Linked DNA regions of Mus musculus: all the other regions are linked to region 4. A link is a contact called in public HiChIP or PLAC-seq and promoter capture Hi-C data. All regions are on one chromosome and are shown on one strand. The core of a region is the stretch at or near the end of the contact, and the rest is flanking DNA. Distances in the headings are between cores, read along the strand shown. Region 1 overlaps Cc2d1b (coiled-coil and C2 domain containing 1B). Region 2 holds the start of Mrpl37 (mitochondrial ribosomal protein L37). Region 3 holds the start of Tut4 (terminal uridylyl transferase 4). Region 4 holds the start of Magoh (mago homolog, exon junction complex core component). Region 5 holds the start of Orc1 (origin recognition complex, subunit 1). Region 6 holds the start of Btf3l4 (basic transcription factor 3-like 4). Region 7 holds the start of Tmem59 (transmembrane protein 59).

Region 1 (3,449 bases), core at 59-2,558, 760 kb before region 4:
TGCACTGGTGTATTTAAAAACTATTGTATGCTTACCAAATTCATTTGTAAGCATATATTGTATAATGTATTTCCTGGTGTTTTGAGGTGGGCTCTCATGTAGCCCAGGCTGACCTCGAACTCAGAATAGTCAAAGAAGACCTTCAATTCCCAACGCTCCTGCCTCGGCCTTCCAAGTGCTGGGATTATAGCAATATGCTACTCCCATACTCAAGGTAGTAGAATGCTGAGATTGTTTAAGTTCCAGTCTCTGTCTTCTCCATCTACACTGGGTCCTGCTAGGGTACCCCAAATTCCAATTAGATTTCTCTATGGCCATCTGAAAGATAATTAGGCATTTAATGTATTTCTCTTTTTTAAAATTAATTTATGTGAGTACACTGTTCCTCTCTTCAACTACACCAATAGAGGGCATCGGATCCCATTAGAGATGGTTGTGAGCCACCATGTGGTTGCTGGGAATTGAACTCAGGACCTCTGGAAGAGCTCTAACTGCTGAGTCATCTCTCCAGCCCCCAAGTTTAATGTATTTCTAGTAAGTAATCTGCTCAGCATTGAGTCTGGGATTAACTGTTTGTATTAAATAACAGGCATGGGGTTTTTAAGTCTTATTCGTAGGACTAAGAAGACTGCTGACGTCCATCTTAGAGGCCAGAGAGGGACAGAACTAGAACTACACCAGGTACAGGCTTCCTGCCTGCCAGCCCCAGCCCAGCTGGTTTGTTTTATACTCACAACAGCTGACCTCACTTAGTGCAAAGATCTTTTAAGGGGATGCTACAAACCTGTGGGGGAAAAGCCTAAATAACTAGGAGAGGGGCCACACAGGTCTTAAAGTGGTGCTACAGAAGGGAAAAGCCACAAAGCTATTTCCTGACTTTAAAATAAAGTATGTATTGTTTAGTTCAGTAATTCAAAAGGACATGCAATAGCCGGGCAGTGGTGGCGCACACCTTTAATCCCAGCACTTGGGAGGCAGAGGCAGGCGGATTTCTGATTTTGAGGCCAGCCTGGTCTACAGAGTGAGTTCCAGGACAGCCAAGGCTACACAGAGAAACCCTGTCTCAAAAAACCGAAAAAAAATCAAAAAAAAAAAAAAAAAAAAAAAGGAAGAACGAAAGAAAGGACATGCAGTGCAATATTTAAAAAAGGATTTTCATTGTGCCTGGTTCTATCTGTGAATGTTTGGTGACTGTGGTTGATCAAGTCTTAGAAAATGAGGCTTTATGCAGGCCCCTCCCCCTAGCCATGCATTCCTTGGCTACAACAAAGACCTTTTAAGATTGTCTCCATGTCCAGTGGGTGGCTTTGTTGGCCTCCCTCTGCCTGAGGTTGTTTTCAGTAAGCAGAACAATGCAGTGGACTGGAAGGGACCAAGTTGTAAAGGGAGATCCTTGAAGTCAAAGAAAACTAAGACATTTCCATCAGAGGAGCACAATGGGGGATCATCAAGAGTCAGGCCAGACTGTAAGGAAGATACAGGGGACCAACACCTCTTCAAGTCCTCCCTCTCTGCTCTAGGTCCCTTAACGAAGGCAGAGACCCTTTCATTGCAAATTACTGCTTGATCATGTGAATATCATTGTTAAATCTCTTACATAGGAGAGATTGCGAGCTCATGGTGGCTAAGATTGGCCAGTGTGTTCTGGGGCATCACTTGTGTGCAGTTTCTGCCTTGTTAAGCACTAACAGTTGGACAAGCTCCAGCCCTGGGATCTCCTACGTGAAGTGGGAGAAGCTCAGCCCTGAGCTGCTTCTGCAGCAGTGTAGTGACCAGCAGCTGAGTGTTTACTTCACGCAGAGCCTTCACAAGTCACCTTGAGGAAGCCAGGCTGGTGGCTGGCACATGCTCAGGCCTGTAATCCCAACACTAGGAAGGCTGAGGCAGGTGGACTGCTATATAGAGTGAGACCCTGCCTCCTACAACCAAATATACAGAGTAAAGAGTAAATCTGGAGGGATACTTTGCTGAACTTAGTGCTTTAAAATGGGAAAGAGTTGGGATGCTGATTTTTTAAAAATCTAAAATAATGCATTTGTGACTATTAATTGTTGCAACGATCTGCCCCCTCATTTCCCTGCATTTACTACAAAAGCTAAGATTGGCCAGAGTGGCCAGCCAGGGATTAGCCAGGTGATCAGCTCCATGACATGCCGTCTCAGAAGAAGAATGCACAGGTGCAGTGGCTCTGTGGATCACTGCTTCTGCTTTTAAAGTGACAGGGAAGCTGGGTGTGGTTGCACACGCCTTTAGTCCCAGCACTCAGAAGACAGATAGATGGATCTCTTAATTTGAGGCCAGCCTGGTCTACAAAGAGTTTCAGGACTGCCAGGGCTGTTACATAGAGAAACCCTGTCTCAAAATAAATAAGTACATAAATAGATAAAGTGACAGAGAGCAGGGCATTTGAAGACTTTTCTAGGTAATTCACACTGTTCAGAGTATAAAGTCCCTACAGTGAATTAGATCTAGTTTTAAAATAAAAATGGCTACATAAAACTGATAGTTTTTCTTTTTCTTTTTTCCTTTTTTTCTCCCCAATTAACAGTCTTTCACCTTAGGTACATGGACCAAACCAAAGAGAACCTTCCCTTACTTCCCACCAATAGTACCAAAGTAACGTTCCTGTTCCCGAGTCCTCTGGGAAGCAGAAAGGCTAGTGCAGCAGCTGTCAGGAACAAAGGCACAGGCAGAGGGAAAACAGCTGAGCGGGACAGTCTGCCGCTGGCCAGCTGGAGTCACGGAATCCTGTCCCTCCCCACACGGGATGTTCCGATCACCCTCGAGTTCTCCCATCCCTACAGTTACATCTTTGAAAGGCACATCCAGAAATGGTGCAAATGGGGGCTGGGTTAAGCGGTACGCAATTACTATGCAGCGGTTACGGGACTCTGTGGCACAGAGCAGTGGGGTATCCTTGTCTTCGCCCACAGGGAGGGTGGGAGGCCTGCTTCCACGAAGGTCCAGGAGAGGCAGCAGGAGGAAAGCCCAGGCCACTGTTAGTTATCAGGTCTTTGGTGCGTGTGTAGCAGCATCTCTGATGTACAACGGCTCTTGAGCCGGCACAGCTGGGTCAGTGAGCTGTTACCAAGGATGTCCACCTCACAAGGCAAAAGCACAAAGGAAACCAGATTTATAAAAAACTTCTGACAACAGTTAACCTTGAAAAGCTCCCTTCCTGCCCCAAGTCTACTGAGGAACTTTAGAAACAACCCACAAACACTTCCCAACACCTCTGCATTTAGTTTCCTTCAGAGGATTAAATCAAATGCTTTCTCCCCAGAAATGGGTGAAAAGGAAGTTTTAGCAGGGCGACCTACCTCTTCACAGGCCCCGAGGCTCCAGGACCAGCCAGTTCTCAGTGACCGTCTGCACGTCCTGGCTGCTCAGAGGCTCCCGAAGCCTCACCTTCACCTCCAGCTTCCCCCCAGTGGGCTTTCTGCCATCCA
Region 2 (3,616 bases), core at 283-2,782, 810 kb after region 4:
TTGTGTGTGTGTAAATCTAAGCAGAGGCGGGGAATTTGGATTCAGAAGGCCTCTCCTACTGTGCAGGAGCTCTTTGACTTTGGTGTGTTTCTGAGGCTGGGCCACCAGTGAGAATGAAGTTGGTGTCTCACTCTTTCTGTATTCTGCCAAACACCTGGCATACAGGAAGCTCCCATGGCCTGGTGAGTGTTCGTTCCCTCTATAGTCCGGGAGCTGGGTACAGGATTTGGTGTTGTAAGGCAGAAGGCACAGGACACGGTCCCTGTCCTTGTTAAGACCTAGCACGGTGTTATACTCATCCAGTCACTCCATCTGTACTGTGCATCAGATAACTGAGTGAATGGTGCCTCTCTTTATGGCAATTACTCTTAGCATTTGGGAAGGAGATGTACTAAGACAAATGAAAATGCTTTAACTGTAAACTGCTGGGTAGTCTGAGTGTTAGTCATATTGTCCTCTGCCTCTTTTGCATTCATGGGGGTTAAATAGTCCTATTGTCTCAGTCGTTTTGGAAACTGGTAGACAAGGTGGCCACTTCATGCACAATTTTAAAGATGAAGTTCCTTCCCATCTGGGAGGCACAATCCCTGTTGCAGCCTCGCCCTGGATGCTTATCCCTACTCTTCAGGCCTTGGCTGAAAGGTCATCTCCTCTCAGAGACCTTCTCAAGTGTTCCCCTTGTCATTACCAAGCACCTTATTTGTTCTACTATGTATTCATTTGTTAACCTAAAGTGTGTGTCACGCAACTGCTCTAGAAGCCAGGGAGAGTTCACGGGCCGGTCACTAAACAATGCAACTCTGACAGTGGTCAAACAAGAGAAAAGACCTAAGGGACAGGAAGCATGTGTGTGTTGCCACCGTTCACGTCGTGCACTCATGTACTCACTCGGTGGTCCCTCAACCTATGCCCACCCGATGCTTACTTAGCACAGTCCTCACTCTGACCCCCGCAGCGAGCCTGCCAGAAGCCAGTGCACTGGACCCGCCTCCGGGAATCGGAAAACTTAGCAGCAGCAGAGCAAAAGTAACTCGCGTTCGGCGCCGGGCGAGCCGCAGTGCCAGCAGTCGGCCGCCAAGCTGGCATAGAAAGAGGTACCCGGGCCACTCGCAGGCTCTGGGAAGCCGCAGCCAGGAAAGTGTGGGCAACGCTGAGAAGGGCGGAAAGGATGGCAGTTCCAGAACTCATGAGGCGTCGGACCCGCTAAGGCATTTTAACTCCTAATTTTACAGCGAGGAGACCGGGCCCTCTCACGTTCTAAATGCCTAAGGGTCAAAGGCGTGCAAAGTACAGATCTGAGGTCCCTACGCTCCTCCGCGCCGGCCGCGAGCTCCACCACCGCGCTCACCTACCTACCAGCAAGTTTCTTCACGTGTGGCACTTCAGAAACCCCAAGCAAAGAGCACCTTCCAGGTTCCACCAATAAGGATGGGAACTGCCTGAGGGGCGGGGACAAAGCAAGCATATTCTAATTGTGATTGGGTGAAGTGTCTGTCATTCGCAAAAACCCGTCATTGCGCTCCGCCCCTTTGGCTCCCAGCAGTCCCTGCACGGGCAAAGATGGCGGCGTCCAGGTAGAGGTTTTGTAGAAACGGAGTCGGTATGGCCTTGGCGTCCGGGCCCGCTCTGCGGGCACTCGCTGGCTCTGGAAGGCTCGGCCTCGGAGGTTACGGGACTCCGAAACGTGGGGCGTATGAGTGGGGCGTGCGCTCCACGCGGAAGCCCGAGCCTCGCCCCCTGGACAGGGTGTACGAGATCCCCGGTCTGGAGCCCATTACCTACGAGGGCAAGAAGCACTTCGTCCCGTGGCTGGCGAGGCCGATCTTCCCGCCGTGGGAGCGCGGCTGGAATGACCCACGCTTCCACCGTGCCGCCCCGATCCACGAACAGACTCTGTACAAGGAAGAACCCTGCTACATCTTCCACCAGCGTTGCCGACTCCTGGAGGGTGAGGTCTCAGGACAAACGGGAGGAGACGCTGTCCCAGGCTCAGCAGTGACCCCGAGCCTGGGGAAGTTTCTTCCTCTGGAAGTAGAATAGAGTAACACCCGGCTTCCAAGAGTTGTCAGATCAAGGTGTTTGTGAAAGGGAGCAATGGAGAATGTGTGCAGAGAGGAGGGGATTTGTCTCCATGCGTGGAGAGGTGATAATAAAGCAGGTCTACAACGCTCCTTTTCTGGGGGTGTCTTTTGTTAAAATAGGCCTGGGATATGTTTTCAAAGAAAGGATTTGCACCCAAAAGTCTACCCACTTAATAACAGGTCAGAATGTCTTGAGCCTTTTCCTGAGTTGGAGGCCAGCCTAATCTACAGAGTGAATGAGTTCGAAGACAGTCAGGGCTACACAGAGAAACCCTGTGGGGAGGCGGGGGAGATACATCAATGTCTCAAAGTCATTCTGTTTCTTAAGAGGAGTGTCAGGAACTGTTTTCCAGAGTTGAACCCTCTCAGGATCAGGATGAGGATAGGGAAGATCCTAAAACCAAAAACAACTGAAGTCTGTGGGAGCAGAGATTCCAAAGGATAACTAGGAAATACAGAGACCCAACAAGGTTTGGAGCCAAATTAAGAGAATCAGTCATAAGTTTGGAAAAATCGATAGCCATAGGCCAGCCTCCTAAAAGGCCCACTTCTATGCCTGCAAGCTGATATTTTTGGCCATTAACCATTTTCTGTGAACTCAGGAGGTGCTGTGAAGGATCTCACAGACACGACCCCTTTGCATTACCCTGACAACGAATGCCTAGTGGATGGATGTGTTTCAGAAGTTAGGATTGCACCTGGAGATGGTGGTGCATGCCTTTAATCCCAGCCCTCAGGAGGCAGAAGCAGGAAGATCTCTGTGAGTTCAAGTCAGCCTGGTCTACTGAGTGAGTTCCAGGATAGCCAGGGCTACACAGAGAAACCGTGCTTTAGGAAAAAAGATCAGAAGTTAAGATTGCATTCATTGAACCAGTCTGAAAATGTATTTTCTATCCTACACTTTCTCAATGTACAGAGAGGTCTTATAAAATCCCAATAAACCCTTGTGAGATATGGCCCTGAGAAGCAGACTGGGGTTATAGAGAGACTGTGGACTTTATGGTAGACAGTCTCAGGTTCTCCTCTTACCTGTATTACCTTAAAGATAGGCAACTTGAAGCAAACTCAGTCTGTCCAAGTTTCCCCCTTCATGTCAGAATCCCATCTAACTTGTAGGTAAGTTCATGGCACAGGAGGTGACATTCAGTAAATGGCAGCTCTAAATACTTTATATTTTGTTAGGTGCTAGAGAGCCATAAAACATGGCTTGAGATTGCTAGCAGAAAAACATCACAGAGCTGGGATTTTATTTGAAGGGCTGGTATCCACTGAACTAGTCTCACAGCTTTGATTTCTCTGTGGGGAGTCAGCAGGGAACTCAGCTGTCTTGAGCATGGTTTGAACTCCTCCTGTTTTTAAGCACTCATTCCCCGTATTCTGCTCTTACCACCTGGAAGTTTCGGTTTTCAGATATCTCAAAAACAAAACCAGAGTCCCTTGAGGCAGCCTTTTCTCTGGTGCTCCCTGACAGGCATAAACATCTCTTCCTGAGCCCTCCCCTCCCCTCTCCTCTCTCTCTCTCTCTCTTCTTTTGG
Region 3 (3,599 bases), core at 914-3,413, 580 kb before region 4:
AGGCACCATAAAGCACACTGTATGCTCGTGAGCTATCTTAAGAAAAGCCAAATCAAACAATATTTCATAGTTTTACAAGTTGTGGCTAATCTGTAGTAGGATGTAAGTGTACACCATATTTCTGAGGGGATACACATGGGCTCTGAGTAAAGAAAATGTTAAGTGCATACACACGCAGTCGACATTTAAAACTTGCCACAATTCAACATTTGGGAATGGCATTTTCCCTAAATAATCAAATCCACTTGGGATTATCTTATTTTATTCCTTTCAAAACAGAGTATGTTGTTTCACCAAGTGCTTCAAACACATTCCTGCTCCAAGGTACGCTCTGGAGGGGGGAGGGGATACATCTATAGATATAAAAGGTTATATGACCTCCGCGAGCTAATTATTAAATTCATTCCAACAAATCACAATTCAAATTGCATTTCTGGACACTAAGATTACAAAAGATCGCAGAACGTCAAATGTTTAAGGAATTACTTTTGTATCGAAATGAAGAAACATGGTATACTAAAACTAAAATCTCACGCAAGGTACAAGATTCGTCTGCTTTAAAGTTTGATAATCTTCTTTTTTAAAATGTTTAACCAACGTTAAGATAACAGTAATTAATCCCATTCAGGTACTGACTAGAAATCCCGCTGCTTCTTTGAGGTCTAACCACCTCATTCTTTTGTAATCCTGATATCAAAAGGATCAGAAACCACTTGCGAAGGCGTGCGACACACTGGGGAAGTGCTGTCTGTTTACAAATACGAATCTCACAGTTACCCACGTCAAAAGCGCGCAGTACCAGCACCTCTCGACTGGGGGGCGGGGGACAGAGACGGCGGGTGAGCAGGAAACGAAATCCACACAAACCTACCTCTGCTCCCTCCCGACAAGGACAAGCCCGGGGGATGGCGGGGAGGACACGCTGTGTGTGTGTGTGTTTACAAGTGTATATATACATACACATACACAGGGTGAAAGAAAGGCACACAATACAGACAAACACGCACTGGATCTAAGCGAAGGCTAGACCAATCCCGTTAACTCAGATACTCCTACCCCGTCTACAACAGGTTTCGGTGGCCGGACGGGCGCCCCAGCTTTCCCTAAGGTCGGCCCCCCAAAGCCCTCCTCAGGCCGCCCAGGCCGCCTTCTCGACTTCCCTCCTTCCCTCGGCTTTCCCCTGGGACACCAGAAGCCAGTTCCAGCCCAGGAGGAAGTGCCAGGCCCCGAGGGGGCGGCGGAGACGCGCTCCGGCGGCGCGGACACCTGCGAGGCGCCGCACCTGAAGGGGACAAGCTGGGGGCCCCCGGGCTCAGCGGCCGAGCACACCCCCTCGGCAGCCCGCGCAGCGCGGCGGCCCGCAGCCCCGTACCTGAGAAGCCCGCGAGCTACAGGCGCGCGCGACGCCTCCTCATCTCAGAGGCTCCGGCTCCCCCTCCGCCTCCCGCCGCCGCTGCCGCCCCCGTCGCCGTCGCCGCCGCCGCCGTCGCCGCCGCCGATGGAGGCCAGGACACGACGAGCTCAGGACTCCACCGCCATGTCCGCCGCGCCGCGAACTGCATTGTGGGGGGGAAGGGACGGGGAGGGGGAGGAGGAGGGAGCGAGAGAAAGAGGAGGACCCGCTGAGGGGAGGGGGCTGAGGGAGAGTGGCGCCCGGCCGAGGGGGGAGGGGAGTCGGAGGCTCTCCCCAGCCTGGGATCCCGATTGGGATGGGAGGAGATAGCCTCGGAGGCGGGGAGCAGAGCCTCCCAGAGCTGGGTTCAGGGGCTCCCTCTTCTTTAATTCTGGGGATCCCCCCCAAGCACCCGTCAAACCTCGGCGGAGGAGGGGGTAGACCGGGGGGCGTGGGGGGAGGGGCTTCGTTCCGGGGCTCGTGGCGGTCGCCCGGAAACAATGAGGAGGGGATGGAGGTGGGAGGACGGCGCGCACACACCCGCGCTGAGGAGGGAGAGCGGGCGAGCGCGCGCGGGCTCCGATCGGCGCCCGAGCTGGGGGCGGGCGGGCCCCCGAGGGAGAGAGGAAGGGAGGGAGGGAGGGAAAGGGTCGGAGCTACCCGCGGCTCGCTGGCTGGAGCGGGCCTGCAGGGAGAGAGAAAGAGAGAGAGAGGGTCCTGCGGTCCAGCACGCCGACGCCGGGAAGCGGCGCGAGGACGCCGGCGAGCTTAGGGTCGCGTGCACCGTCGCGCTTCTCACGTCAGGCTCCCTGGCTGCGGGCGCCTTGCCTGAGGCCCCCGGGCGGGAAAGGGGGCAGGTTGCCTAGCTGTGCCCCAGGGAGAGGCCGTAGATGTGCAGGCTCGGGCTTGTCACTGTCCGACAGCCCACGCATTTCTTGAATCCTCCGCGACCATTCCTGACTTCTGAGCACTGTCGAGCAGCTAGCAGGAGGGAGCCCCCCACCCCTTCACCCTTGCATCCAGTCCAGTTTTGCATCACCTCAGGACTAACAAAGCAGAGAAATCTTGAGAAATAGTTCGAAAACCATTTCTTTAGTTTCAGGTGGGCATAGAAACAACTACCAAGAACGGCTTCCCTCCTTCCTCCTTTTTTTTTTTTAAATGTGTTAGCTTCCTCTCATTTAAATTTACACTCATGGAAGACTAGAAGGCTTTGTTAGTTTATTTTAATGACACCCCCCCCCCCCGCCCTCAAGCCTCGAGATTATTATTTGACCAGTCTCCTACTTCACTCAGAGCTGGTCAAATCACACAACTGCAGTCCTTGAGGTGGATATTTACTAGGCAGAAAAAGTGTATGGCACTAAACGTGGGGTTTTATAAAGGGAAGCAGCTGAATCTTAAATATTTACAAGGTAATGACAAATTTTCTTGTGACTCACAGACCAGAGCTGCTAAGAGGCTACAGAGAGGCAATTGTCTCTGCAGAGTTCATCGACTTCCTGCTACATCCCAGAACTAAACACCTCTCACATGATATGTCCGTCAGAATCCCCAAAGCTGAACAAGCTTAGTGAGAAGGGACCAAGCATTGCCAACTTACTTCTAGGCATCGAGCTGAGGAGGCTTCATACACTTAACCACCTAATCTTCATAATGATCTTGTGACAATAGATACTATGGCTTCCATTTGCAGAGGAGAAAATATGCTCTGACAATCCCCTTCCCCCTGTCTCTGACTCCAGCAGACCCAGGAGCTGTGGATAGAGGGTAGCCAGTCAACCCTTCCAGCTTGGGGCGATTATCAAACTAATAAAAAATCCAGAGTTGCCTCATCTGAAACATTTTTAAATGTGTCCAAACTTCAGAGAGATAAGGTAAAGAACAGAAGAGGAAATGAAAGTGAAAACCGAATGTTAGGTGTGGTAGATTACAGCTGTAATATCAGCATTCTGGAAGCTGGGGCAGGATGATCACCAGGTCAAAGCCAGACTCTGTAGCCCAGGCTGGCCTCGAACTCAGAAAGCCGCCTGTCTTTGCCTTGATCTCTTTAAAAATAAAAAATAGACTTATAGCTTCCACAATAACATGTTCATTTTTTTGTTTTGGCTTTTTTGTTTCTTTTCCTTCTTTCTTTCTTTGTGGTGTTTGGGGGAGATTGGAAGAGCAGAGGACAGATATGAAGGAATGGGGAGAAGAGTGGGGT
Region 4 (3,319 bases), core at 390-2,889:
GTTTAGCTCTAAAGAGCGTAATTCGAGGTTGAGACTTTCCCCTGATCCGTTTCCTCTTCAGAAGCAAAGTCAATGCTGTCTTCATAGTCTATGTACTAGGGACTAATATATTTAATTCTATGATAACATTTGGGAGTCACAGGTAGGTTTTCTTATCCTTTGTTTTACAGATGAAAACACAGAGACCAAGTTCAGCCAGAGAACTTGTTTTGAGGTCACATGGTCAGTATGGGGCACACCGAGGGTACAAACCAAGACACACAGATTTCAAACACTTACTAGCTTTTGATTCAGCACTGGGGGGGGGGGGGGAGTGAATCAGAGAAATAATCTAGCTGCTTAGAAATAAGTGCTCGCTTCCTACACTTCATCTTTCATTACCAGAGAGAACATAAGCAATGGGAAACCAAAGGCTAAGTCGTAGTGAAGGAAAGGTCTGTACCTCTTTCCTGATCATGACGTCATTTTTGTAATTGCTGTTGTTGGCGTATCGCAATTTACCTTCGGAAGAAAAAAGAAAAAAAAAAAAGAATGCAACGTATTAGAAAACATGAACAAAGCACCATTACCCTCCAAAGAATATGAGCTTTGCCTAAATTATATCGAATGTTTCAACCCATTTCCCAGCTGTGATAGTAGTGTTTTTGGTACTTCACTTGAAACTACTGAACAACAGAAGAAGGACCTGACAGTAAACTAGAGTCCCGGGAAAAGGCTGCCATGATGTAGCAAAAGAACACGTTCTCAGCTGTAAACAGGAATTTTAATGCTATCTTAGCTGCACAGAGAAGAACATGCTGATGTTCAACTGGGTTGGGAAAGGACTTTGAAAACTAAGGAAGCTGTATGCAAGCAAGCACTACAAACACCTGTATAGCGAGGCTCTTGACTAACATCACCCCCTACTACTGTCTCTCAGTCACCCCAGTGACCACCTGGATATGTCTGGCTCTTTGAGGTCCTATGACACTTGCTACTCCTGTAGATGCTTTTCTTCCTGTACTTCAAAAATTGATCCCTTTTCAATTACGGCTTAATTCAAATTCACACTCCTCAGACTGCTCTTTAAAAGCGACCTTACTTTTTGATCACTCCACACTACAAGAGATCGCTGTGGTTTCTTCCGGCTCTGAAACACATGTTCCACGAGAGGGGAAAATTTATTTTTGTTGCTCTGTCCCCAGACTGGAAAACAAACAGCCCATTCTCAGATGGACATTAAATCTTTGTTGAATGTAAGCAACCTGGCTTTTTAAAAAGCTACGAAGGAGAATCGCCAGCGGATGAAGAGAAAGAACCAATGAAGCCGACAAAAGAATGCCTCTTTCACGACCCAACAGCACGGTGGTCGGCGTCCCTTGCTTCGCTTCGCCACATTCCGCAGCCCGCCTTCTCTCCGCCCTCCCCGGGGCCGGTCCCACTGCCCGCAGCCGGGAGGCCGCTCTTACCGTCAGGTCGGAATTCAAACTCCAGGAACTCATGACCGAACTTGCCTTTGTGGCCCACGTAGTAACGCAGGTAAAAGTCACTCTCCATGCCTCGCAAGGGACAAGGAGGACGGAACTTTAGGAACGGATGACACTACCACGGCCTGCGGTCTACGTCTTATACTGGCGTAATGGTGGCGCGCGGAAATGACGTCTGCCACCGCGACACTAAGAGTTTCTCACTCTCCGGAGGCGGGAACGAGATTACCACGCCCCCTCCCCTAGACGCTGGGTCAAGATCGCCACGCCCCCTTGGTTGTATATCGAGAGTTCTGGAAGATCTTGGGATCCGAGAACTGCATCTGGGTTTCAGCCCAACACTGAGCGCTAGAGTCCTGTCAGGCGCAACCTCAATTTAAAGAGACAAGTGAGTCGAACGAGGTTATTCACACTCTGAACCTAGATGGGTTTCCACAGTAAAAGGAGGCAAAATGATTTGCTCATCTATGAGTACGCTGCCACCCCCATCCCCCGCCTTCTTCCACTCCCCAGTGTGTAGATCAGGAGGTGGCTCTGAGGCGGGAGATTAGTAGTAAATGTCTAAAGAGCGTAATGAGAGTTTGAGACCAGTGGCTGCATACTAAGACCCTGTCCCGAAAAATAAAGTTGGCTTTACTTAGCTGTCTTTTAAGAATGACTCCTTTCCCATTCCACAATGTTGCCTGAAACTTGCCTGCATTTAGCTAACATCCCTTTCTGCTATTTCTTTATTTTACGTGTAGGCAGAGTACTGCTACCTGATCCAGACTGACCTGAAACCACAAACCCTCCTACCTCATCCTCACGAGGGTCACCACTCATGAACGAGTTGCCTTTCATTCTTCCCTTTCAAGCTAACATGTCTAGATAGGTGTTGTGGGTCGGTTAAATGAATGTTGGATCCCTACTAGGCTTTTTTGTCTTGTTTTGTTTTGTTTTTCGAGACAGGGTTTCTCTGTGTAGCCCCGGCTGTCCTGGAACTGACTCTGTAGACCAGGCTGGCCTCAAACTCAGAAATCCACCTGCCTCTGCCAAGTGCTGGGATTAAAGGTGTGCGCCACCACCGCCCGGCTCCTACTGGTCATCTTATTTAGCAGCGATTCTCAGCCCTAGCCACATGCTGACAGAATCCAGTTTCACTGAAGCCTCTAAAAAAATACCCAGGTGAGAACTGGGCATGGTGGCCAATGCCTTTGATCCCAGCACTTCAGAGGCAGAGTGGAGTAGACCTCTGTGAGTTTAAGCCTAGACTGCTCTTTGCATAGTGAGTTCCAGGCCAGTCAGGACTACCAAGTAAGATACACACACACAAACTGAAACAAAAACGAGGTGGGTCAAATGTGGAGACCACTACCCAAGAGGTTCATTTTCAAGAGCCAAAGTTGACCTCTGTGAAAGGTCAAATTTCTGGTGCGGGAATTTTAAGGTCAAGTAGGTGAAATACGGTAAATTCTAGTCATAGAAGATTGACACACGACAGGTGTGGTGGCACATGCCTTTAATCCCAGCACTCAGGAGGCAGAGGCAGGCGGATTTCTGAGTTCGAGGGCAACCTGGTCTACCGAGTGAGATCCAGGACAGCCAGAGAAACCCTGTCTCAAAAAAAAAGAATTGACACACATCGTTACCAGAGATGTCGTCTCACCACTCTCTGCCCTGCCACTGGTTTGTTTCTTGTTCTCTGAGACAGGGTCTGGCTGTGTAGCCCTGGCTGGCCTGAAACTCACTATATTGGCCAGACTGGGCTGGGGTACAGATATCCACCTGCCTTTGCAGGACTCTAGAGGAGTCCTGGTATTAAAGGCGTGTGCCACCACCTTGCCTGGCTCCTACTGCACTTTAGAAAGATCACT
Region 5 (3,193 bases), core at 458-2,957, 700 kb before region 4:
CAACTTTCCACTGAGGAATGACACTCATATAAAAGCATGTTGAAATGCTAATACACAGCTCAATCAACTACTCTTCCACACACCCCCAACCCCCCCCCTCCATCAGCAAAATGATTTTGATTATCAGCAAAAATGGTGAATGGACTGGGGAGCCAGGAGGATTGGTTTGGCAAAGAGAAGAGTTTGACTTCTAGCGATATCCATGGAAGGACACCACAAGTCTGAACCCAGTACAGGAACCATACCCAATGCAAAAACATAAAAGGAACCTTAATAAAAGTTAAGCCCAAACTCTTGACACATGTACCTCATTTAAATCTTTAAAGTAACCCCAGAACAATGTAAATTCATAGAAGATGCTCAATAATAAATATTTGCTAATGAAAGGGAGATGTTATCTTTGTACAAGTTAAGTCTGAACAGTCAGATACCAATAAGCTACCTTACCTTATGTATCATCGTATCACCTGTGAAAATAGTATTTACTTCTGGCAGCTTATTATATACAGTAATATATACAGCTTCCCAATCAGAGTGGCAGGTCCACCGGACCCATTTCCTAATCCACAAAATGGAAAAATAGTATCTCTTTTTATTCAACCAATATTATTTGAGGCCTGTGTGCTAAGCACTGTTCTAAGATAATCAGACTAAGAGAAAATACGGTATGATAAACCAATGCCCATCCTACTGTAGCCAACTATTGAAACAATGGATTCCAAGAAGTTTGACTTGTCCCCAGAACTTCATCCTGAAGCCAGAGGAACAACTTGTCTATAGGAAGGATTAGCAACAACAGTCTGGAGGAGCCTCTCAGGAGAGGGGGCTGAGATGTGTGTCTATAAGTGTTCCAGGACAAACGGGGCTACAGAGAGAAACTCTGTTTTGAACCCCCCTCCCGCACCTTCCCCAATCTAATTCTGAAAAAACAGGGTGTGGTGGTGCATGCCATTAATTCTAGGGCCTGAGGCAGAGGCAGTCTCTAAATTCGAGACCAGCCTGGTTCTGAGCAAGCTACAGGACAGCCGGCTCTACACAGAAAAATGTCTAAAAACCATTACAGTAGAAAATAATTACGATTATTCGACTTCTATGGAAAACTAAAAAGACCTCGTGACAGGAATCTCACAGCTCAAAGCTTAGAACTCCCAATTTCTCCAATTGTTAAGAGAAGGCTAGACCCAAGAAAGTAGAATACGAGCCATTAGATGTTTTCTCCAGTGATTGGAGATGAAAGCTCACTTAAGGGCAAGCCATGTGGAGAGGAGACGCCAAAGTCCCAGAAAGTGACTTAGAGAAAGTCTGTCTCTGGGCGGAATCACCAGTAAAGCGGAGAGCAACACCAGCTCCGCGGTTCCAGAGGAAAGGTTGCGAGTGCTTTTCAGAAGCAGTGCACGCGGAGAGCCAAAGCCTTAGGCTCCCCACCGAGGGCCGGCGCCACCCGCTTCTCCGAGGTCTCCTTCAGTGCAGGAAGTGTTCCTGGAGCTCCGGGGAGGCGAGAAGGTTTACAGGCTTGCGAGCGGTGCCGGCACCGACGGCCCTAGGTGCACGTGTATGCAGTCCGTGGACAACGACCCGCACTCACCTCGCCGACGCTTTGCAGTCCAGGCACTGGAGTAGCTGGGGGACGCTCGCTCGTCCAGGTCTGGCTCCTCCGGGAGACCACGGCTACAACACGTAGTCCCAGCTCTCAGCTGACTAAGAACTGAAGGCACAGGAGAAAACTTTTCGCGCCACTAACCGAAACCCCGCCCACAGTGTGATTCTGATTGGCGTTTCGGACACTCGCCACGCCCTCCCGGGGGTTCATGACGTACTTCCGCCAATTTGCTTGGGCCCTCTCTGGTGCGGGGTGTGCGTATTCCGGCGAAAGAGTTCTACGCCACAGCTTCCGGTACGAAGCTGGTGGCTTTCCGCGGTCGCAAGGGATTCCTTAATGTTTCCCTAGCCTCCGGTAGTCCTTTTTTTTTTTTCCCTTCTTTTAAATAAATACTGAATGTGACGTATTAAGCAAGCCGACGGAAATAGAATTGAAAGAGTTCTAAAATGGCGAACCGTACAGTGAAGGATGCCCACAGCATCCATGGCACCAACCCTCAGTATCTGGTGGAGAAGATCATCCGGACGCGAATCTATGAATCAAAGTACTGGAAAGAAGAGTGTTTTGGACTTACAGGTGAGCGACAGCGCGCAGCCCGCGTCTCGGCTTACGGGTGGTTTCTTCTGTCTGAGTGAGGAAGGACGGACCCTTTGGGGGTGATACTGGAAGAGTATGTCAACTATTCATATAAACTGCTCTGTGCCTGGACTTGTACTAGACGGGACACAGACAAATCTGACACGATCTTTTTCTCTTTTCTCTTTTTTCTTTTCCGTTTTCCGAGACAGGGTTTCTCTGTAATAGCCCTGGCTGTCCTGGAGAACTGCTGGCTTCGAACTGCCTCTGTCTCCCGAGTGCTGGAATTCAAGGAATACACCAGCACCGCAGGGCTCACCGGTCTTTCCTTCTTTCTTTCTTTCTTTCTTTCTTTCTTTCTTTGGGGGGGGGGGGGGGTGGGCTCCGAGACAGGGTTTCTCTGTAGCCCTGGCTGTCCTATGTCCTGGAACTCACTTTGTAGACCAGGCTGTCCTCGAACTCGAACTCAGAAATCCGCCTGCCTCTGCCTCTGCCTCCCAAGTGCTGGGATTAAAGGCGTGCGCCACCACGTCCTGCTTGACCGGTCTTTCTTTTTTTTGTTTTGTTTTTCGAGACAGGGTTTCTCTATAGCCCTTGCTGTCCTGGAACTCACTTTGTAGACCAGGCTGGCCTCGAACTCAGAAATCCACCTGCCTCTGCCTTCGAGTGCTGGGATTAAAGGTGTGCGCCACTACACCCGGCTTGACCGGTCTTTCTTGATGCTGAAGGATTTCTTTAGTTTTTTTTTTTTTTTTTTGAGCCATTCCATTTTTTTAAATTAATTAATTTATTTGTTTATTTATTTATTGATAGTCTGCTGGGTCCTAGATTGTTTATCTCAGGGACCAGATAAGGGTTCCTTTAATGCAGCTTGAAGATGTTCAAGGAACTTCACCATTCCTATAATAAAATTCTTGCTGTTCTTAAATGGGTCAGTAGTTTCATTTTTGACCTGCTTCCCCTAGTCCTTTAGGTTTCTGTTTTGTTTTGGGGTTTTTTTGTTGTTGTTTTTTTCCC
Region 6 (3,533 bases), core at 887-3,386, 950 kb before region 4:
TCAAATTCAATGAGGCTGTTTCATAAGGTGGAGAACAAGCAGAAGAGGAAAACACCCAATATCCTCTTATGGCCTAGTCATGTGTACCAGAAAACAGGCGGGCAGACACCACACTGAAGCACACACACACCACCAGCATCAGAAAAATCCCATACAGTAAAGGTCATAACACAAACCATCCAAAGCAGGGCTGGAATCCATTTATAACTCAACCAGTTAGTCAATTCAGCTGCCAAAACAAACAAACAAAAAACCCAACTGATGAGAAGGTGTTCAAGTTTAGAAATAGGGCTGGTAATACACGGAGTTGGGGGTCCTTACTTCCTAACCTTCATTGATAACCACTGATCCATCGCTCTAAAGAAATCAGTTTCTTCCAACACACTAGCTGAGCCACACCAAAACCAACTGTTGGTGACCTAGCAAAAGGTCTACCTTTCATTTGCTCTTTTTTCTGCATCTCTTGGGGGAATAGGGAACCGGGTCTTGGGGGTACGGGGGAACGTGGTGAGGAATCTTCAGACTCAAGCGACCACTACAGGTCACCAGCGACCCTTTTTCTTCTGGCGGAAAGGTGACGGTTCCTGAGGGCTTCCCAAGCGACCTATTTCTTCTGGCGGGAAGGTGACGGTTCCTGGAGGCGTCCCAAGCGCCTAACATGACACATGAATGGACTCTTAAACAACCTAGTCCTAATTTAAGGGCCATATCTTCTCAATCCCAAGAATTAAGAGCGCCCTCAAGTACAACTTCCTTCTCTTAAACCCTCTCCCGGACCTGGTACTCCTGACCCCGAGAAATCCACAAAAGCAGTTGGGGAAGATAAAAAGGAATCTAAAGTGGCCTAAGATACAGTGAGAAAATAAAGTGTTAAGAAGGCCCGGGGTCCGTAAAGATTACGGTAAGAATGAGGTCTGACCCTTTCCAAGCCCAGTGCGTCCGTCTGAAGAAGTGATGAGGAGCAGGAAACTGAAGCTCAGCAAACAGGTGGCCCCGAAACGAAGCGACATCTCCACGGTGGTAGTTGCACAGAGCCACCGGATTGAGGGAACAGGATTTCCAGCAGAAGCTCCGCTCTGCCCCCTTATCGCCGTTCAGCCCAACCCCTCGGATTCCCAGATTTTTTTTTTTTTTTTTTTTTCCTAGCCAAACACTGAAGGAAGTGATGTTAGACGGATGTGGGCGGTGCCTCGAGGGTCCGCTTTGGAATGGAGTAAGTTTAAAGGTGCAGATCACGTAGAAGGATGTGGGAGTACATCTCGAGTTTGCTTTCCCTAAGTCCTTGATATCCAGGCTTAAAGAAACAGCCGGATGAGGTGGCCCGAATTGGTGAGGGCTGGGGAAAGGTTCAGGAAAACCGTTGTTAATTACGTCTGACCTCTAGCCTAGCCCCTCCCTCCAATGGACCACTACACTAAATATTCAAAATGCAAATTATTATCTTTGAGATCAGCCTATCACAACAGAGGGCTTGGAATTTCCCGCCCCCTCGCACAAGTTAAAAATACTGGACAACAGCATTTCATTGTTAGATTTCTGTTTGGGATTCCAAAGAGACTCGGTAAGCCCGTTTCGCTGTGCACGCGTCTGTGTCTTGCAGGCAAGCACTTTGGAGAAGCGCTGGACCCTTCCCCCCACCCCCACTCGCATTCGCAGGACTTCCACTCAGGCATGATGCAACCAACTGACATAAGGTCCAAGAAAACCATGCTTGGGGCCTTTTATTGCACAACTGAAGAGGTAGTCCGAGGGAACTGGGACATAAGTCATCTCAAGCACGTAAAGTGTAAAGCTTCTTTCCGTTAAGTCTGTTGCTTTTTGTATTGGGTCGAGTTACTACCTAACAAGTCAACTGCCGACTTTCCCTCCTGATGAGAGTCCATTAGAGCTCAATGCTTAGTGAAGGACATCCAAGGTGTACAACCCGAACTAGACCCCACACCACCCTTCTGTTAAATCCAAGACAAAAGGTAAGCGCAGACACAATGGGACGCCAAGGGGACCGCCGCCTCCTCCAGGAAGCAGCCCGGCCGCCAATCAGAATAGTGAGGTGCGCGAGGCATGCTGGGCTTTGTAGTCGGGAGGCAGGCGCGCAGTTGCCGTACCCACCCCCACCCCGCCTCCCTCCCGCGGTCGAGGCGGGGCCGTGCGTCACGTGGGCCTCTCCCGCCGCCGCCGCCGCTGCCGCCGCGGTCTTTCTCTGTCTCAGCTGAGGCAGCCATCTTGCTCTTGCCGCGTGCTGGTGTTGGAGGACCCTCCCCGCTGCAGGTGAGACCCCCGGCGGGCCCGCCACCCCACGGCCTCCGGCCGCTGCGCACGGTCTCCCCCCGCCCTCCCCTCTCGACACCCGCCGTCCGCTCCGGCTGCCACTTCCGCCGTGGCGCGGCGAGTGGGGGCGGAGGCGGCCGGCCGGGCCTGTCGGTTACGGGCGGCGCAGCTGGGGGTCGGCACCTGAGGGAAGGTCCCCAGCACCACCGCCCGCTGTGGAGGAGCCGGGCCCGGGCTCTGGCCGCTCAGGTCCAGACCCAGGAGGGTAGAACCCTCCTCGTCCATCACTCATTATTCACAACAACAGTGTCAGACGCTTTGAGCAGCAGATCTGTTGTCATCTCTTTTGCTCCTCCCAAACTGAGGTTAGCACCCGGCCACCAAGCTCTTGGGGCCGAACTAGGTTGCAGCGCTCTTCACTTTGTAATAGAAGTGCTTGTTTACAAGTCTCTCTTAATTTTGAGACAGTTACCTATCCTTATAACCTCTTCACACTGCCTGATGATTGATCGCCAGGCACAGTGTTACACAGCTGGTGAATGGCGGTTTCAACTTCCGTTCCCACGTTCTTTCATTATACCTAATTAGTGGCCCTCTGGAAGAATGGTAACAATAGTTACCAACTACTGAGTGTCTTACCTGAACTTGATAATCTATGCTTTAGCCTTCAACTCAGTAAAGTATGCGATGGTATACTTTTTTTAATGCGGGAGAAACAAACACAAGTACAAAGAACCTAAATACCTTTCCAAAGCCCTAAGTGGTAAAACCTCACATAAAAAGTCAGGGCTGAAAATTCAAATTATTTTTATCTTTGTAAACATGATTAAAGTACTTGGATGCTTATAATTTGGGCATCCAATAAATATTGATTCATCTCTGTATACTCTTTTTGGAAGTCCTTGAGAAAAGTGCAGAAAGGATTCGTGGATATTCACTCAGTGATCATGTGGCCCTTGAAAGTCATTTCTCCCTTTGGGACACAGAGAGGAACTTTCCAGGCCTTCCAGGCAGCTAACAATTTTGTTTATAATTTATGCCCTGCTGCACTAACAGGTATCTGAGATGACCTCACACTTGAAACAAGAATGACAGGTACATTAAAGATATTAAGTAGGGATTAAACCAGGTGACCTTTTAGGTCTCAGGCTGAGTCTAAATGTCTTTTTCTATTAGAATCCTACACAGCCCAACTTGCTGTTGGACAAAAGGCCATATTTCTCCTTCCCCTGCTGCTTTAAGCTTCTAGATGCCCTAAAATTATG
Region 7 (3,335 bases), core at 729-3,228, 700 kb after region 4:
TGGTATCCGTATCTTTCAAATTATTTATGTCCCCAGTATTCTGTCTTACTCTACAAATTTCCTAGGAAAGCCTTAAAAGAGGGAACCAAACATTAACATAACATAAAGCAAACCTCAGCCTAATTCTTGGCCAATTGGTTCGGGTAGAATCTTTTGATGATGCAAGCTTTACTGACTGACATCTAAAGAATTCCTCTTACTCCCTGAGGTGAGCAAGGCAAGCCTTACACCCGTGACCCCTGACCTCAGCCTCCAGCAGGCTGTAATTTACAGGTGTCCATGACCATCCCAGCTCTTCATTTCTCCCAACTATTTATTAATTTCTAACTTAGAAATTTTAAGGCTAGCCGGTGCTGCAAGCCTTTAATCCCTGCACTTGGGAGGCAGAGGCAGGAGGATTTCTGAGTTTGAGGCCAGCCTGGTCTACAGAGTGAGTTCCAGGACAGCCAGGGCTACACAGAGAAACCCTGTCTCGAAAAACCAAAAGAAAGAAAATTTAAGGCTAATCTCAGTACAATCTTGTGGCGCCGTTTATGTTTTGCTTGTAATTGATGACCCTCAGATGGGTAAGGGGGACAAAATGCTTGAAGGTACAGAATTTACACTTTTTAATATCAAAGACAGGAAAGCACTTGTCAATATGGAACATTCTAAAGTCACTGGGACTGCCATTCTAGTCACTTTGTACCTTTAGAAGGCAAAGAGGGAGAGCCACAATGGTTAAGCAAATAGCATACAGAAGACAAGGCCAAAAAAAAAAAAAAAAAAAACCACGCGCATCAGCGAAAGCCCTTACAAAGCCAGGTGGGGAGGGGCATAAACCCTAATTATATATGGAAAATGAGTGGGGAGAACCACCAAGCAATTTAGAATGTTGAGTAAACAGAATTCATAAGAAACTGGAAAACAACTTAAGAAGGCAGAATTAAAGGCTAGGCAGCGGCTGCGGGCAGGGACCAGGGTTAGGGATCGGTCTCTCCTCTAGCTACACAGTATAGGTTTTCCGTAGGACAGTAGAATTTCCTGATCCACTCCACGATTCCTTATCTTCTGCACTGAGTGACGTTTATTTTACTTTATTGTTTTTTGAAGACAGACCCCCCCCCCCCCAACCGCCGCCTCACAAAGGCATCCAGTCCCTTGCGGCAGCGTCTCACACACACTCAACACAGACAGGAAGTCCTCCCTTCCACGGTGTCTGGTAACTACTGAGGCTGACTTCACACTTCAGACCGCAAAGGAATTGTCAAGCTTTCTCCGACTCGGGGAACACAACGCGCTTCGTCCCAGAGAGGCGCGCCATCAACCCAGACTGGAAGGCACTATTTTGTGCACGCCTGCGTCCGCGCCATCCTCCCCACCCCCGCGCTGCTAGTTAGGTCAGGACCTCGCGTTCATCCTCCATCTACCCTAGCAAGCGATCGCCTCCCTGGCGGTCCCGCGGGCTCCCAAGGGCTCGCCGATTCCGCACATTTGTGTCCCCCCCCCCAACCCCCAGCCTATCGCCGAGACCTGCAGCACAAACTTCCGGCAATTTCCGCAGGAGCAAGGAAAACTGCAGCTGCACCGAGTGGGCAGCGGCTGAAGCACAGCTTCACCACTAGGGCCCCGGCGCTGACCCCGAGGTGGAACGACGCGAGCTGGGGCACCGAGGGATGAGGGGAACTCGGGACGGATGGGCCCTGCCTACCTTCGGGTAGGTGTGCAAGGGGTAGGTCAGCTGACAGGCCCGGTGACAGGACGCTGTGTCTCCCAGGACCGAGTCAAAGGCTTCGGCCGCTGCAGTCCCCGAGCCTCCGGCCAGCGCCATAGTCAACAGCAGCAGCGGCGGGAGCCCCAGTTGGGCCTGGACCCAAAGCTTCCCCTTTGGCGCCGCCATCTTGTTCCCCTCTGTCACAGCAGCTCGAATTGTTGCTGTTTTCTTTTCAGGCTTTCTCCTTCTTCCGGGCCAGCCCCTTTCCCCGCCCCTCCGGCCCGCGCTTCCGCCTCCGAGAGCTCCTCGGCCCCGCCCCGGTCCGCCCAATCGGCTGCCTCCTGGCCGGTCTCTGGGACGGAAAACCTCTCGTGGGCGGGCTTGGGGACCCGGCCGACCATCTCAGCCTTGGGCTCAGAGCCGCGCCTGCCCCTTTCTCCGTGCCAGGCCGACTGGGGCCAGTAGTTCTCGGCGGCTTGGAGCGAGCTGAGGGGTGTTGCTTCCCTCAACCACAGCTTCCGCACGCCTCGCAGTGCGTTCTGGGAAGTGTAGTTCCTGCGGGTCACCAGCGAGGAACTGGGCCCCGGAAGAAGTGTACAAATAGTTACAACGCGCGGCCCGGGTGGAGGTCCCGAGGAGTCAAGAGACCAAACAGCGTAGGCAGGCTGATTTTCCCGGTGGGTCTCACGTCGAGCTCTGATTGGATAAGCCCTTTCCAGGCCTCCTAGTGCTGGGGCCAAGGCCTTGCTCGTGGAAGGGTTGGGATTCTCTGACACACAACACTGGTTTCTGAAGCAGCTTCTGTATTGCGCCGGGGTCTGGAGATGGTTGTTGTGGGCCTTAGAGTAATTCTTAGGATTGGGGCTGCCGCGGAGTGGGTGTAAAGAGGGGTTCACTGAGCCCAGTGGAACCCTAACTTCATCACAACTCAACCTGAACTGGAAAAGGATTTCAGAAGTCACCCCATTACCCCGGGTAGTGGAATCCAACTCCCTCCCTAGCATGCCCCTCTGGATCTTAGGAACTTAACCCAGGAAGTAAACTTAATTATAGTTTCAGAAGAGATTTCCTCTTTCGAGAAGAAGTCTTATTTCCTGTAAATACCATCCAAAAGCCTTCATAATTCAGACGTGTTTAGAAAATCCAGTCGTGTCACTTCTGGGAATACACATCTCAACCTTAATAAAGTTTCACCCTGTTTCTTGAATAGAATACTCCTCAAGCACCTGAAGGTAGGCGGAGCCCCCAGCAATGGATAAATTCGTCATTCGAACGCCTAGGATCCAGAATAGCCCGAAGAAGAAACTCGGAGAAAAGGTTTACAAGCAAGCCACGATTGAGTCGTTGAAGGTGAGAAGGAATGTGGGGTCAGAGAAAATGTGCACAGGACTGTCATAAAGAGATAGGGCCAACAGGTTCCATTGTAGGGAATCATGACTTTTTGTTAAGCACCCTTCAGGGACCATTTTTCTTTCTTACATACCCTGTACAGACTTTTATCAGTTCCTGTACCTCTGCTACCCTGAATTAATCCAATTCTGGCTTTAGGGTATGGTTGCTAGCTGACAGGATCACTACCCCCCTTTGTTAAGTTTTTTCTTTTTAAGATGAATTTTTATTTATTTATTTTGGTTTTCAAGAC

What was found. Promoter capture Hi-C pulls out the DNA fragments that hold promoters and counts their contacts. HiChIP or PLAC-seq counts read pairs in DNA pulled down with a chosen protein or histone mark. Capture Hi-C pulls out chosen DNA fragments and counts their contacts.
Region 1: an H3K27ac HiChIP or PLAC-seq map of embryonic stem cells shows a contact between it and region 4, with 2.7 times the contacts expected there. The contact joins the enhancer-like site here to the promoter of Magoh in region 4. A contact is called at or near these places in 7 of 39 promoter capture datasets (the 3T3-L1 cell line, the C10 cell line, cranial neural crest and 3 more), 5 of 484 Hi-C or Micro-C datasets (CD4 T cells, CD8 T cells, bone marrow-derived macrophages and 2 more), 9 of 115 datasets of contacts at active chromatin or transcription factors (the NIH/3T3 cell line, astrocytes, double positive thymocytes and 5 more) and 3 of 9 other capture datasets (adipose tissue, embryonic stem cells and liver).
Region 2: a promoter capture Hi-C map of liver shows a contact between it and region 4, with 2.3 times the contacts expected there. The contact joins the promoter of Mrpl37 here to the promoter of Magoh in region 4.
Region 3: an H3K4me3 HiChIP or PLAC-seq map of neural tube shows a contact between it and region 4, with 4 times the contacts expected there. The contact joins the promoter of Tut4 here to the promoter of Magoh in region 4. A contact is called at or near these places in 2 of 39 promoter capture datasets (the C10 cell line and cranial neural crest), 4 of 484 Hi-C or Micro-C datasets (CD4 T cells, cortical neurons and regulatory T cells), 5 of 115 datasets of contacts at active chromatin or transcription factors (bone marrow-derived macrophages, forebrain, memory CD8 T cells and 2 more) and 2 of 9 other capture datasets (adipose tissue and liver).
Region 5: a promoter capture Hi-C map of adipose tissue shows a contact between it and region 4. The contact joins the promoter of Orc1 here to the promoter of Magoh in region 4. A contact is called at or near these places in 20 of 39 promoter capture datasets (the 3T3-L1 cell line, 3T3-L1-derived adipocytes, the C10 cell line and 15 more), 13 of 484 Hi-C or Micro-C datasets (B cells, CD4 T cells, CD8 T cells and 7 more), 11 of 115 datasets of contacts at active chromatin or transcription factors (the NIH/3T3 cell line, T-cell acute lymphoblastic leukemia, astrocytes and 8 more) and 3 of 9 other capture datasets (adipose tissue, liver and pancreatic islet).
Region 6: a promoter capture Hi-C map of liver shows a contact between it and region 4, with 2.8 times the contacts expected there. The contact joins the promoter of Btf3l4 here to the promoter of Magoh in region 4. A contact is called at or near these places in 1 of 39 promoter capture datasets (pre-B cells), 6 of 484 Hi-C or Micro-C datasets (CD4 T cells, CD8 T cells, DN3 thymocytes and 3 more), 2 of 115 datasets of contacts at active chromatin or transcription factors (bone marrow-derived macrophages and memory CD8 T cells) and 2 of 9 other capture datasets (adipose tissue and liver).
Region 7: a contact with region 4 is called in a promoter capture Hi-C map of liver, with 3 times the contacts expected there. The contact joins the promoter of Tmem59 here to the promoter of Magoh in region 4. A contact is called at or near these places in 4 of 39 promoter capture datasets (the 3T3-L1 cell line, hippocampal neurons, liver and 1 more), 2 of 484 Hi-C or Micro-C datasets (LSK cells and regulatory T cells) and 3 of 115 datasets of contacts at active chromatin or transcription factors (astrocytes, embryonic stem cells and memory CD8 T cells).

What each region holds. Positions count from the first base shown.
Region 1 is chr4:108,633,175-108,636,623 of GRCm38.p6, reverse strand. Cc2d1b (coiled-coil and C2 domain containing 1B) reads right to left here. Exons shown (of 25, transcript NM_177045.3): 24 at 3,321-3,449; 25 at 2,502-3,101. The coding sequence ends at 3,325. Among named protein-coding and RNA genes, the nearest start is that of Cc2d1b, 15 kb to the right of the region's middle. Within about 2 kb of position 1,308, at least 24 of the 459 cell types and tissues checked have an H3K27ac peak or open chromatin away from gene starts, as enhancers often do. A contact at or near this core is called in embryonic stem cells, where this site is marked.
Region 2 is chr4:107,064,782-107,068,397 of GRCm38.p6, reverse strand. It overlaps Mrpl37 (mitochondrial ribosomal protein L37), which reads left to right and starts at 1,532. Exons shown (of 7, transcript NM_025500.2): 1 at 1,532-1,948. The coding sequence starts at 1,603. Cyb5rl (cytochrome b5 reductase-like) reads right to left here and starts at 1,404. Exons shown (of 7, transcript NM_001346552.2): 1 at 1,353-1,404.
Region 3 is chr4:108,457,974-108,461,572 of GRCm38.p6, reverse strand. Tut4 (terminal uridylyl transferase 4) reads right to left here and starts at 2,163. Exons shown (of 31, transcript NM_175472.4): 1 at 1,934-2,163; 2 at 1,373-1,556.
Region 4 is chr4:107,878,075-107,881,393 of GRCm38.p6, reverse strand. Magoh (mago homolog, exon junction complex core component) reads right to left here and starts at 1,639. Exons shown (of 5, transcript NM_001282737.1): 1 at 1,449-1,639; 2 at 443-501. The coding sequence starts at 1,536.
Region 5 is chr4:108,577,968-108,581,160 of GRCm38.p6, reverse strand. It overlaps Orc1 (origin recognition complex, subunit 1), which reads right to left and starts at 1,707. Exons shown (of 17, transcript NM_011015.2): 1 at 1,586-1,707. Prpf38a (PRP38 pre-mRNA processing factor 38 (yeast) domain containing A) reads left to right here and starts at 1,825. Exons shown (of 10, transcript NM_172697.3): 1 at 1,825-2,176. The coding sequence starts at 2,047.
Region 6 is chr4:108,832,243-108,835,775 of GRCm38.p6, reverse strand. Btf3l4 (basic transcription factor 3-like 4) reads left to right here and starts at 2,136. Exons shown (of 6, transcript NM_027453.3): 1 at 2,136-2,268. Txndc12 (thioredoxin domain containing 12 (endoplasmic reticulum)) reads right to left here and starts at 1,098. Exons shown (of 7, transcript NM_025334.3): 1 at 920-1,098. The coding sequence starts at 1,010.
Region 7 is chr4:107,177,273-107,180,607 of GRCm38.p6, reverse strand. Tmem59 (transmembrane protein 59) reads right to left here and starts at 1,978. Exons shown (of 8, transcript NM_029565.3): 1 at 1,691-1,978. The coding sequence starts at 1,879. Tceanc2 (transcription elongation factor A (SII) N-terminal and central domain containing 2) reads left to right here and starts at 2,242. Exons shown (of 5, transcript NM_025617.2): 1 at 2,242-2,370; 2 at 2,904-3,043. The coding sequence starts at 2,945.